Regions from separate parts of the Mus musculus genome. Here all the other regions are linked to region 3. A link is a contact called in public HiChIP or PLAC-seq and promoter capture Hi-C data. All regions are on one chromosome and are shown on one strand. Each heading gives the region's core, a stretch centred on a gene start, on an enhancer-like site or on the middle of the called end of the contact. The rest is flanking DNA. Distances are from core to core; before and after follow the strand shown. Region 1 overlaps Sez6l (seizure related 6 homolog like). Region 2 holds the start of Srrd (SRR1 domain containing). Region 3 holds the start of Crybb3 (crystallin, beta B3). Region 4 holds the start of Cryba4 (crystallin, beta A4).

What was found. Promoter capture Hi-C pulls out the DNA fragments that hold promoters and counts their contacts. HiChIP or PLAC-seq counts read pairs in DNA pulled down with a chosen protein or histone mark.
Region 1: a contact with region 3 is called in an H3K4me3 HiChIP or PLAC-seq map of embryonic stem cells, with 14 read pairs. The contact joins the enhancer-like site here to the promoter of Crybb3 in region 3. A contact is called at or near these places in 4 of 39 promoter capture datasets (cranial neural crest, embryonic stem cells, hippocampal neurons and 1 more), 2 of 115 datasets of contacts at active chromatin or transcription factors (embryonic basal ganglia and embryonic stem cells) and 1 of 9 other capture datasets (embryonic stem cells).
Region 2: a promoter capture Hi-C map of neural stem cells shows a contact between it and region 3. The contact joins the promoter of Srrd here to the promoter of Crybb3 in region 3. A contact is called at or near these places in 17 of 39 promoter capture datasets (the 3T3-L1 cell line, the C10 cell line, the SN4741 cell line and 11 more), 5 of 484 Hi-C or Micro-C datasets (the HPC-7 cell line, cerebral cortex, cortical neurons and 2 more), 5 of 115 datasets of contacts at active chromatin or transcription factors (embryonic basal ganglia, embryonic forebrain, embryonic hindbrain and 2 more) and 2 of 9 other capture datasets (embryonic stem cells and pancreatic islet).
Region 4: a contact with region 3 is called in a promoter capture Hi-C map of embryonic stem cells, with 4 times the contacts expected there. The contact joins the promoter of Cryba4 here to the promoter of Crybb3 in region 3. A contact is called at or near these places in 16 of 39 promoter capture datasets (the C10 cell line, the HPC-7 cell line, HPC-7-derived erythroid cells and 10 more), 1 of 15 datasets of contacts at CTCF or cohesin (large pre-B cells), 1 of 484 Hi-C or Micro-C datasets (embryonic stem cells), 3 of 115 datasets of contacts at active chromatin or transcription factors (acute myeloid leukemia, large pre-B cells and pancreatic cancer cells) and 3 of 9 other capture datasets (adipose tissue, embryonic stem cells and embryonic tail).

Annotation. Positions count from the first base shown.
Region 1 is chr5:112,550,796-112,553,551 of GRCm38.p6, forward strand. The region is part of intron 1 of Sez6l (seizure related 6 homolog like); the gene reads right to left. Among named protein-coding and RNA genes, the nearest start is that of Sez6l, 25 kb to the right of the region's middle. Within about 2 kb of position 1,291, at least 60 of the 459 cell types and tissues checked have an H3K27ac peak or open chromatin away from gene starts, as enhancers often do. A contact at or near this core is called in embryonic stem cells and hippocampal neurons, where this site is marked.
Region 2 is chr5:112,341,640-112,344,339 of GRCm38.p6, forward strand. Srrd (SRR1 domain containing) reads right to left here and starts at 1,401. Exons shown (of 7, transcript NM_001359388.1): 1 at 1,236-1,401. The coding sequence starts at 1,384. Hps4 (HPS4, biogenesis of lysosomal organelles complex 3 subunit 2) reads left to right here and starts at 1,456. Exons shown (of 14, transcript NM_001359853.1): 1 at 1,456-1,524; 2 at 2,405-2,700.
Region 3 is chr5:113,080,223-113,082,922 of GRCm38.p6, forward strand. It overlaps Crybb3 (crystallin, beta B3), which reads right to left and starts at 1,362. Exons shown (of 6, transcript NM_021352.3): 1 at 1,334-1,362; 2 at 258-428. The coding sequence starts at 332.
Region 4 is chr5:112,251,070-112,253,769 of GRCm38.p6, forward strand. Cryba4 (crystallin, beta A4) reads right to left here and starts at 1,449. Exons shown (of 6, transcript NM_021351.2): 1 at 1,423-1,449; 2 at 678-728; 3 at 1-68. The coding sequence starts at 716.

The sequences.
Region 1 (2,756 bases), core at 41-2,540, 530 kb before region 3:
TCAAGAATGACTAAATTAAAAGACTTCAGTGGGAGGGCTTTCTATAAATCAGTTCCTCATTTACCTAGTATGCAAATCAGATGTGCCTGTCATGAATATTCATAGTCCCATCGCTGCGAGAAGTTGCTCTGACCCTGTAGTTCCTTCTTGTTATGATTTAAACGTTCCTTCAAAATTCAAACTCAAGGCCCAATGGGAGAGTACTGTGTGAAGTGGCGGGGTGGGGGGTGGGGGCTTGAGGGGTGATTGTAACCCTCCCTGGCCTTTTGGCTTCTTCAACAGTCAGAGCACTTGTCCCCTCCAGAGGACACAGCAGTAACATGACACCTTGGAAGGAGAAAGTCCTGTGGAAGCTCACAAGTTTGCCTCGCCAGTCCAGCGTGGGTGAGAAATTCATTTCTATGGTTTACAAACACCTCAGTCTCTGATACTTTGTTGCAGTGGTGGGTTCCTGCCTGCCAAATCTTGTATCTGTTTGTCTTGCCATCTCTTCCACCCACAAGCTTTAGAAGTTCGTGTCTACTCGAGGCCACCACAGGAATCCCCTGCTCAGTTGTTGTCCTTGGCCTCATCTTCCTGACACTGGACATGTACAGGATTCCCCCCCACCCCCCGCCCGAACACTTTCAGCTTTCTGTCCACTAGATTTTGGCTGCAGTCTTGAACAACTCTGCAGGCTGGTTTGATCATGAAGGATACCACCATTACCCACACTGAGCCCATTTCCCAGAAGAGAACAGTGAGGTGCACAGTGAACGGACCCACACGTGGTTCACTCCATCCTATCTCTAATACTGCACCTCGGAGGAGAGGCAGATTTATCTCTGCTCAGGATGTATCTGGGAGCCGGGAGCCAGGACCCAGCCAGTGACAGGAGCTACACCAGCCTGTCCCACTTTGCGGCAGCCCAGCTCTGAGCTGGGTCAAAGTGCTGTCATCCGATTGATCCCTTTCAGGAATCTACAGAGGGAGATGTAGCCATGGGTTGCCTGGGAATTCCATGCATACATACGAGGAAGAAACCCAGTGGTCTCATTTGCTCCATTCTCGGAACTGGCTCATTTTTAGATGGGGTCATAGCAGCTTCAAGGCTACCCCAAGGCTATGGTCACGTCTAAGTCACCAGGTCCACTGGAGACAGGAAACATCAAGGTGAAAATGCCTCCATTACTGAAGAAACCCTGTTCCATTTAGGAAAAAAATAAGTGTTTCTCTTTTATATTATGTAACTCCGGGAGGCAGTTGCTTAGCAACGGAGCCCAGTTGGCTGGGCCGGGAGTGGTTATTAACTCTTCCCACAGTCAGTTGACATTGGGTCTCCCTGGAAGGCCACCAACCACCCCATTTCCATAACAGAACACTCACGCCTTTCATTTGTCCCTATGCCAGCGCCAGCGAATGGTTCTGGTCACTTTGCCCCAGAACTGCAGATCTCTCTTTCTCGAGGGAGGAGGTACATGCAGCCCTCTGGAGAGAGTCTCCACCCGCTAGAGAACCATCAAGAACCCACTGGGCCGTGTTGATTGGAACAGAACAGCTGGCAAGCAGCCAAAGCCATGTGTACAGGTGATTGTGGGATAAACACCAGCGGAGACGAAAGAGCATTCACTATGTGTGGAGACCAAGGTTAAACAGTGAGGATTAACAGGGAACTGGGTAGCCTGTGCCCCTCCCCAGTGTCCCTCCCCCTGTTTCCGCCCACAGACCACCCACGTGACTCTCCCACGTAACCCGCCCACAACCCCACCCATGTGACCCTCCCATGGGCTCCTCCCACACCCCCATGGCCCCTCCCATGGAACCCTCCCATGTGCCCATTTACATTGGATGAATTGGAATGAAGGGATAGATGGCCCTGGGTGTGGTTGTGTGCACCTGTCAATCCGGCAGTCAGAAGGCCGAGGCAGGAGGATGGTGAAATTTGAGTTCAGCCTGGGTTACAGAGTGAGACCCTTTCTCAACAAAAGAAAACAAAACACGCAAGTGTAGAGGGGGGAAAAATCCAAAAACGGGATTCTGGTTGCTGCAGCGGCTTTGAGGGGAAAGCGGGTAGAGGTGCGTACCCACATGTCAGGCTATCTGTGGGCACCCTGATTCGTCACTCTGAGGCATGGTCTCACTAGGAAGCTCAGGCTGGCCTGGAGCTCACAGCCCTCCCCTTAAGCTTTAGTGTTGGAATGACGCCATGCAGCGCGCATGCGTGAGATGCGCATGCGTAGTTCAGCGCTGCATGGCTAAGGATTGACTTTCTCCACCCAGGCCTGAGAAGAGCTCCTCAGACTCTCGGGTCTCCCTCTCTATACTCAATGGCAGCCTGATCAGGCCAATGTTCCTGCAGTGACGAGAACATACTTTCACATATTGTATCCGTGAACAGGTCTGTTAACTTCGGCCTGCCTCCTCCCCATGTCTGCACAGCTTCACACAAGTTCAAGCCATGGCTTCCCCCACCCCCACCTCGTCGAGATGTAGAAGATGCTTCTCGTTTGCATCTCTCCACCAAGCAGTTGAAATGAATCTCCAAAACTGAGCTGAGACCCACTCTGTGTGGCGTCTGTCAGAGCTTCTTTCTTTGCTGGGCTTAGGTCGTTTCTTTTTTTGCAAGGCCCCGCGTGAGCCTGCTTCTCCCCGCTCAATTATGAATGCACTTGCCCTCACCTACAAGTTCCAGCCCTGCCGGCCTCAGCTCTCACACCACCAGCAGCATCAGCTCACAGTTTTCACAGGCCCTTTGCACTCATGGCTTCTGCTGCCCC
Region 2 (2,700 bases), core at 151-2,650, 740 kb before region 3:
AGGCGACCTACATTCTTCTAAGGAAAGAAGTGCCCGATAAATCAAAGTACTCTGTAATATTCTAAGTAGCCCTGAATCAGATTCTCTATGCTCAGGAGTGATAACCACACCCCTGGAAGGATGCTGGGAGAAGCAGGGCATTCTGGGAGATTCTGAAGCAGCTGAGGAAACAATGACTATCTGGTGTGCGCCTTGAAGAGTTCAGGTCCTAGACACCTATGTCTCACTAATCTCGAGACTTTAAGGCACTGCTTGCTTCTATCTGTCCTCTCAGCTGCACCGCCAGTAATTTATGTTCAGAGGTAACTTCTGGGTCACCAATGCTTTTTAAGTGTAACTTGCCCCCCTCATCACAGCCCTTCTGACCCATACAAAATGCTACCAACATTTCTAACTTAGCCCTGTAAGACCAAAACTAGAAAAGGCAAGAACACGGTGTAGCCTGTGTATGGTGGGCACCGTCTATGTGCCCTGTAAGAAGGTACAGACCAAGTGCTGGGGAGATGGATGTAACATAATAGAGTACATGATAATGATTAGGTGGAAGCATGGGGTTTGAAGTCACCAAGGCCTGGGCCTGAAACAATGATCTTTGTATGTCTCTCGGAGTGCCCAGGATTCCAGTGAGCCTGTGAAATACATAGGCTGCAAAAGTCTGCGCACACAGCTGCTGCTCAGTAAACCATTGATGCAAATGTTGACATCTGTGTTTGCTGCAACCTCGATTTACAATACGGATAATAACCAATGTGGTGTGTGGCCCACAGCAAAGACGGGATATCCTCCAATTCAGGGCTGCTGGGCTAGCCTAAGCTATAGTACAAGATCCCGCCTCCAAATCCAGAGCTGATGATTTATAGGGTAAAGGTTCTTGCCACCAAGCCTCACATTTGAGTTTGATTGTCCTAACCTATGCAGTGAAAGCAGAGGTCTTCTGAGCACCTTCTGACACCCTCCTCCCCCACCTCGAGCTTGGGTGCCAGGGAGTGCTCTACAGTCACATCACACAATCCTCTGAGCATCCCTACGTAATGCTTAAACCCCCATCTCAAAGGTGGCAGACAGGGACACAGGATGATAAACTGCCGCAGCCGCAGCGAATGGGAATGGCAGCTTTACTGAGAGCTTGCTACAGTGACACCGGAGGGAGAACTCAGCCTTTCCCAGCGGGTTGGCACACCCATTTCCAGGTTAGGGACACTGAGGCTGGAGTTGCCTCTCGGCGCTGCACTCACTCGGCCTCCCGCAGGCGGCGTAGCACCGCTTCGCCGTCCGCCTCCGGCTCGGCCCGGGGCCCCTCGCCCGGCCGCGGTCGCCTTCCCGCCGCGCGCTTCCTCCTCCGCGGAGCCACCGCGCTCCAGGGCTCGAGAGCCGCCGCCGCCATGCTCTGACGTCAGCAGAGTGCGCCAGAGCGGCCGCCGTGCCGCCGACGTCACAGGCTGCGTCACACCTCACGTCATCGCCAAGCCCCCACCGGCGGGAGGTGGGTCCGCGCGTGATCGCGGGGCTGCCGGGCGGGCGCAGGTATCGGGGGTTTTCCCGCGGGCGGCCAGACAGAGCCCGGGGTCCCGGTGGGCGGGCGGGCGGGCGAGCCTGATCCACGCGATCGGGCCGCAGGGTTCGGGGCTCCTGACCAGCGAGGGACTTCCCTCCGTCCCCGCGCGCACCCGCACTGTCCCCCTGCCTGTACTCTTAGGGTGTCATGGCCTCTTTAGGTCCCTTACACAATCACTGACCTCATCGGGACCTTTGAGAACTCGCTGTTAGGTCCTCCGAGCAGGCCTCAGGGAATGGGAGGGGTGGTTCCAGGAACAGAGATGCCCTGCACAGTGTGCTCGCCCTGTGTTTGCTGCAGAACGAGGTGTGTGTAGTTGAGGTGACTGATATTTAAGAGGCCTTTTCGGGTTCGTGGGGGATGCCCCTCGGGCACTTCCTTCTTCCTAAGAGAGTTTACTCGCTTTTAAGAGAGGGTCCTGCTTTGTAGCCATAGCTTGCCTGGAACTCAGCAATCTGCCTGTCTATTTCCAGTGCGCTGGGATAAAAGGCCTAAACTACCATGCCTGGCTCCCTCCCTAAGAGACTTCAACGTACTATTTCCACAGGTGGCAGATTGTGGCCAGCTTTAGAGATCCTGTCCTTGAAGGAATTAACCAGAAAAGTGGGATTAAGACTATAGTCTTAATGAAGCCAGGTGGTGGTGGCGCACACTTTTAACCCCAGCACTTGGGAGGCAGAGACAGCCTGAGTCTACAGAGTGAGTTCCAGGACAGCCAGGGCTATACAGAGAAACCCTGTCTCGAAAAAACAAACAAACAAATAAACAAAACAAAACAAAGACTATAGATGAAAATGACGGAAGGCTTGTCAAGGAAAAGGATTAAATTATTTTTGTGTTTCCTCCCAGTGTTATCCACACAGTGAAATAAGACTGTCAGAAAATTTCAGCCTCGTGGATAGTAATTTTAATGCCTGTACCACCTGTTTCTGGACAGTTCTCTTGGAGGAGCGAAGAATCAGAGTGAGGCCAAGACTCTTTTCTGGCAGAGTATTCCATGATACACTGAGTTGTCTTCCCCTCTGTCAAAGTTCTCTCTTGCACTCTGAAGGGCTGCGCACATTCTGATTAGGCTCCTGAGTGCCAGTTCCTTAATTTTGGGACCATTTGACTGGTGTGGTCCCTTACACCCAGTACCTTCTACA
Region 3 (2,700 bases), core at 112-2,611:
ATCACGTGACAATTCTGGGACCGGGGACAACAGGCATCGCTTCCGGTTTTTTTGTTTTTGTTTTTGTTTTTTTGTTTTTTTGTTTTTAAAGATGAAGCTGTCAGCACCCAGAAACACCAAGCAACTCAAGCGAGGTCACACAGGAAAGGCGGAGCTTGAAGCCCACATCCCCCGAAGCCTGGTGCCCGGGAACTCCACTGGGTCAGTTGTAGCCCTCAGCCCTGGGCTCTAGGTCCCATCAAGATCCAGCCAGGTACCTTGTAGCTGCCCCCAAGGCCTCCATGGCTCTTGCCAGCTGCAGCCTGCTCAGGTGCTCCGTGCTGCTCCGCCATCTCTCTGGGGATACTTCTGCCTCAAACTGGAGGAGAACCAGGTCACCAGCTGCGGCCAGCAGGATCAGGGACTGGTGGGTTCCCACCCAAACAGCACTGAGGGCCAAGATCTATAATCAGTCAACAAACACCTCCTGGACACCTGCTTTGGGCCACGCATCTGGGCCAGTCAGTGGGACTGGGGAATCCCAGAGGCCCAGTAATGAAAGACCAGTTTACTGAGAACACAGGGAAGAAAGGACTTAAACTGGATGGCACTCTCCCCCCACCCCACACACACAACCAAATGCTCCCTGTAAAGGGCTGGGTATCTCTATGGGCTCTCTGCAGCCTCAGTGCCCAGGACTGGACCTCAGGACAGCCAGGGTGGACAGCAGACCACAGCAGGCAGGAAAAACAGACGGACTGAGCAGCCATTAAATGGGCCAGGTCTTTGGAAACCATCCCTGACCGTGAAGCTGACTATTGAGTGCTTACCGTGTTCTAGGCTCTCGCATAGTGGACCCTGGAAGTCTCTCTTAGCCTCAGGAGGCAGAGACCTAGGACACAGGTCTGCAGACATTTGCTCGCCAGCAAGGGTGTATGGGCGTGCACACACATGCACTGTCCTGCACAACACCTGTCCCCGACTGACCCGCTCCTCCCTCATGACACACTTGTGTGAGGTCCAGCAGCTTCTGCTCTGTATCTAACCTGCATCATTAGGACATGGGCCTTGGCCCACTTCATGGGGATGACCGGGTATTCCCTTTCTCAGAGCTGCCCACTCCTTGGTCCTCAGCCCACACAAACAATTGGGACCCAGCCTCGTGCTCAGACCCGCAGACAATACAGTTCACCAGCTCTGTCTGTGGCTGGGCCTAGTTGGCAGGCTTGGTTCCTGGAGGTCACCCTCCCTACCCTCGAGTGAGCCAGACAAGGGCCATGCACACCAGAGAGACCCGAGGTTGCACCTTCCTCAACAGTACACTCCCCCCTGCCTCACCCAGTCCAGTACAAACCTGCTTCCAGGACCAGTTGTCTCCAGACTGGCGTGCCTCCAAGGCTGGCCTATTTATGGGCATGTTCTGTTGGCCCAGCACATTACGGGATGCTGAGATAGCATCCTGTCCACCCGATCCTGTCCGGGCCATTTCATCCTAATGGTGTGTCCGGGAAGGCCCCCTAAGGCCAGTCACCTCTTGCACAAGTCTGATGACTTCCTGGGAACCGATGGCCTTTGCTGGCTTTGTGGGATGCTGGCCAGACTACACATGTCAATGATGAGACTGTGTTTGAAAGAGGCCACATCAGTTACTTGGGGGTCATAAAGCTGTTTGCTGTAGGCTCAAATCCTCAAGTCAGCCTACATCCCAATTTCGGATCCTTGGGGTGCCATTTTACAGATTCCACGACTGAGGCAAATCACTGAGTTCTTACGGTCAGAGCTACAAACTGAATTGAGTTTCAGTGTGTGAGTATGCATCGTGTATGTGGCTGAGTGAGCCTGGGTGCACACAGATGCCAGAAGAAGAGGCTGGTGCCCCCGCTTTACCCTGCTTTGCTGTATTCCCTTGAGACAGGGTCCCTCACTGAAAACGGAGCTAGATCCACAGCCAGCCCCAGCAATCTTCCTGTCTCCATCCCCAACCACTGACACAAAGTTTCTCTGTATAGCCCTGGCTGTCCTGGAACGCACTCTATAGACCAGGCTGACCTTGAACTCAGAAATCCACCTGCCTCTGCCTCCCAAGTGCTGGGATTAAAAGCGTGTGTCGTCACTGCCCAGTTCACCACTGGCTTTTCGTGGGGTGCTGGAGATTTGAACTCTGCTCCTTGTGCTTGCACGACCACTTAGCCATCGTCCCAGGCCCATAAACAAATGTACTGGTTAGCACTAAGTCACTGTGGCTAAAATGTCTGACAGAAACAAGGGTGGACAGTTTATTTTGGCTGGCAGTTTTAGACGACTGAAGCCAAGGTTGCTGGTTGCCACATATTTGTAGAGAGTGTCATGACATGGGGCGTGTAGTAGACAAAGTTCTTTGTTTTGAGGCAAGATACCGAAGCAAGGAGACGGACATGGGAAGGGGGCAGGGACAGGACGCTCTGGAGGACCAGACCCCAGCTGCTTCTTCCAGTCAGACCAGCTCCTAAAAGCTCCAGTTTCCAAAAATGGCACTTGCACTTCTGTCTGTCTGGAAGCCAGATGCTCTACGCATGAGATTGTGGGGGACATTCCGTGACAGTACAGGGTTTCTTCTTCCTGTAGCTCAGAGGCTGTATGCTGGCTTAGCACGAGGGAGGCCTGTGTTCCTCCACACAAATCAACCAGCCGCAGATCATCACTGACGGGGGCCAGAGGCAGGAGGATCAGGAATTCAAGAGT
Region 4 (2,700 bases), core at 199-2,698, 830 kb before region 3:
ACACTGGGACACTCAGCTGTGAATTCATGCCGTCGGCCCTGGAAGCCTTCTTCATCCCACACCACCATCTGTGCAGGAAAGAAGGAGGGAATCTGTGGACATCAAGGTTTGGCGAGCAGAGAGGATCTTACCCTGGACTCAGAGTGAGTCAAACAGGTAAAGCAGAGGTCACATGCCTCCAGGGCCAGGTGGGTGAGCAAGGTGGACCGTGGGATCCTGGACAGCACAATTTTGTCTCCACCCTTGACTGTCATTAGGTAAGAAAACAAGCAGAGCTTCCATTTCCCAAAGCCTTCATCAAAGGCTTTTATGTGGCTCCGCTATATTATTTTTTGTGAGACAAGATCTCGCAAGACCCAGGCTGGCCTTGAGCCTACGAGCTTCCTTCTGCCTTTACTTCCCCAATGCTAGGGCAGGCATAAGCTATCACACCCAGATTTTAGTTTCCCTTTGCAAAGCCAAGCACGGCCAGAGAAGCACAGTAGAATGATTGTGTGCCAGGACTCAAGGGTGGGGACCAACTCGGGTTGCGTGCCTCAGGCAGGTTGCCCCCTAGTCTGAGCCTTGGGCTCAAGGCAGTCAGTAGCCCTCCTGCAGGATGATGGGGTTCAATGAAGTTGTTGTAAGAGGTTCTTAGATGTCGACTTCCTTCCCTCCCCTCCCAGGGTACTCCCTACCCTCCAGTGTCCAGCTGACTTGGTGCACTGCAGGGTCATGTTGGCACGGTCCTACAGAGAGAAGAACACAGTCACCTTCCATCTGGTTCCCAGCAGCATCTCTGACTGAAGGCTGACTTGGACAGTGTCAGAATCAAGATGGGTCTGGGTATCCCAGGACGGGGGCGATCCTTCTCCCACCCCACCCACGTGCAAACAGCACCAATCTCAGCCACATCTGGGTGCCATTGTCTCCAGCCCAGCTCACAGTGGACTGCAGTGCCAGATGAGTGGAGAGAGGTGGATGAATCACACACATGCACACACAGACACACACCCACATGCACATGTGCACAATCACACACATACACAAGTTCACACATGCACACTCACACACATGCACACATACATACAGGCACATACATACATGCATACATACATACATACATACATACATACATGCATGCGCACACACACACACACACACACACACACACACACACACAAGTGAGTGCACACACACACCAAAACAAAGTGCAGTGCTAGCCTAGTGCGTGGCTCTCATAGTGGACACACAGGTCACAAAATGATAGGGGAGGGGGATCTTGGCATTTAACTAAGAGTCACAGGCAGCAGTCTGACACACTTGTAGACTTCCTGGGATGTGATGGCATTCAGGGTTAGCCAGTGACATCCCCAAGATTGATATTGTAGGATGATGCCACCAGAGAGCTCGGCCCCACTCCTGTCTCCCTCTCATACTTACCAAGAAGGGCCCAGAGCACACGTCAGAACCAGAACCAGACAAGGTCAGGGCTCTTATAGGCAGGAAAGGAACAGGGGCCCCAAGGGACAAACACAGACTCAGCAAGCCAGAGATAGAAACAAAAGCCAGTCCTGGCCAAGGCCCAGAGTGGACATGTCAGCAGCTCTGCCTTTAGTGGGGAAGGACTGGTGGCTTGCCCAGGGTCAGCACTAGGGAATATGAGGGGTAGATAGCCTATTTCCATTGGTTCCACAGGACTCCTGTCCAGGACTAGGGACCCAACATCATCTTGATGGTGGGTGTCCTTCTGTCTGTCTGCATGATAGGACAGACAGAAGCCAGATCATAGAGTTCTGTGCCTGCCCTCCTCCTTCACCTCACCTGCCCCTGCCTCTTCTAGCTGGACGTCACACTTTCACTTGAGGATACTCTTTGAAAAAGTGGAAACAATGTATACAGTAGCTTGGAAGTAACCGGTTCTAAGCAAAACCCTGGGGGCCTGGAGCAAGGGCTTTGGATAACAAATACCCAGCAGTACAACTCTTCTCAGGAGGTGAGAGTGGTGGTCAGGGCTAGAACCCATGCACTCCACAAGGCAGAAGCATCCAGGGCTGTGCATGCAGAAGCAAAGGGCGGGGCGGGGGGGGGGGGGGCGCTGCAGCTTGCTAGCATGCTTCCCAAAGCAGTGCATGCCAGATAAGCACCCAAAGCATATGGAATCCCCTGATCCCTGCCTCTGAGGGGTCCTGTTGCAGGAGAGGGTAGCATGGCAGGAGCGGCTTGTGGTAAAACTCAGCCTTGCTACTGGGTGACCCAGATAAAGAGCGAGTCCTTTGATGGCCAGGAAAATAGCAACATCTCTTCCTTCCTGGGATGTCAGAACAGTTGTCTCACGTTCAGGGCGTGGCGAAGGGTGGACCGGAAGGGTGGACCGGTGCAGTCTCCACAGCCAGTAGCCTGTGTCTGCATCCCGTGCCTGGGGGCTAATTACTTTTGAGCAGGTTCCCAGTGAATGCCTCTAAGCCTCAGTTGTGCTGTGAAATAAAAAAGACAAAGCTCAGTGGGGTACCTCCAAGCCTGACTTTAATCCTCAGGACCACAGGGTAGTAGGGAGAACTGACTCCTGAAAGTTACCCTCTGACCTTCTGACCTCCATGTGAGTGCACACACACACACACACACACACATGCTCTCTCACACCCTCACACTCTCACACACTCATACACTCACACAGTCTCACACACACTCACACACACACACTCACATACTCTCTCACAC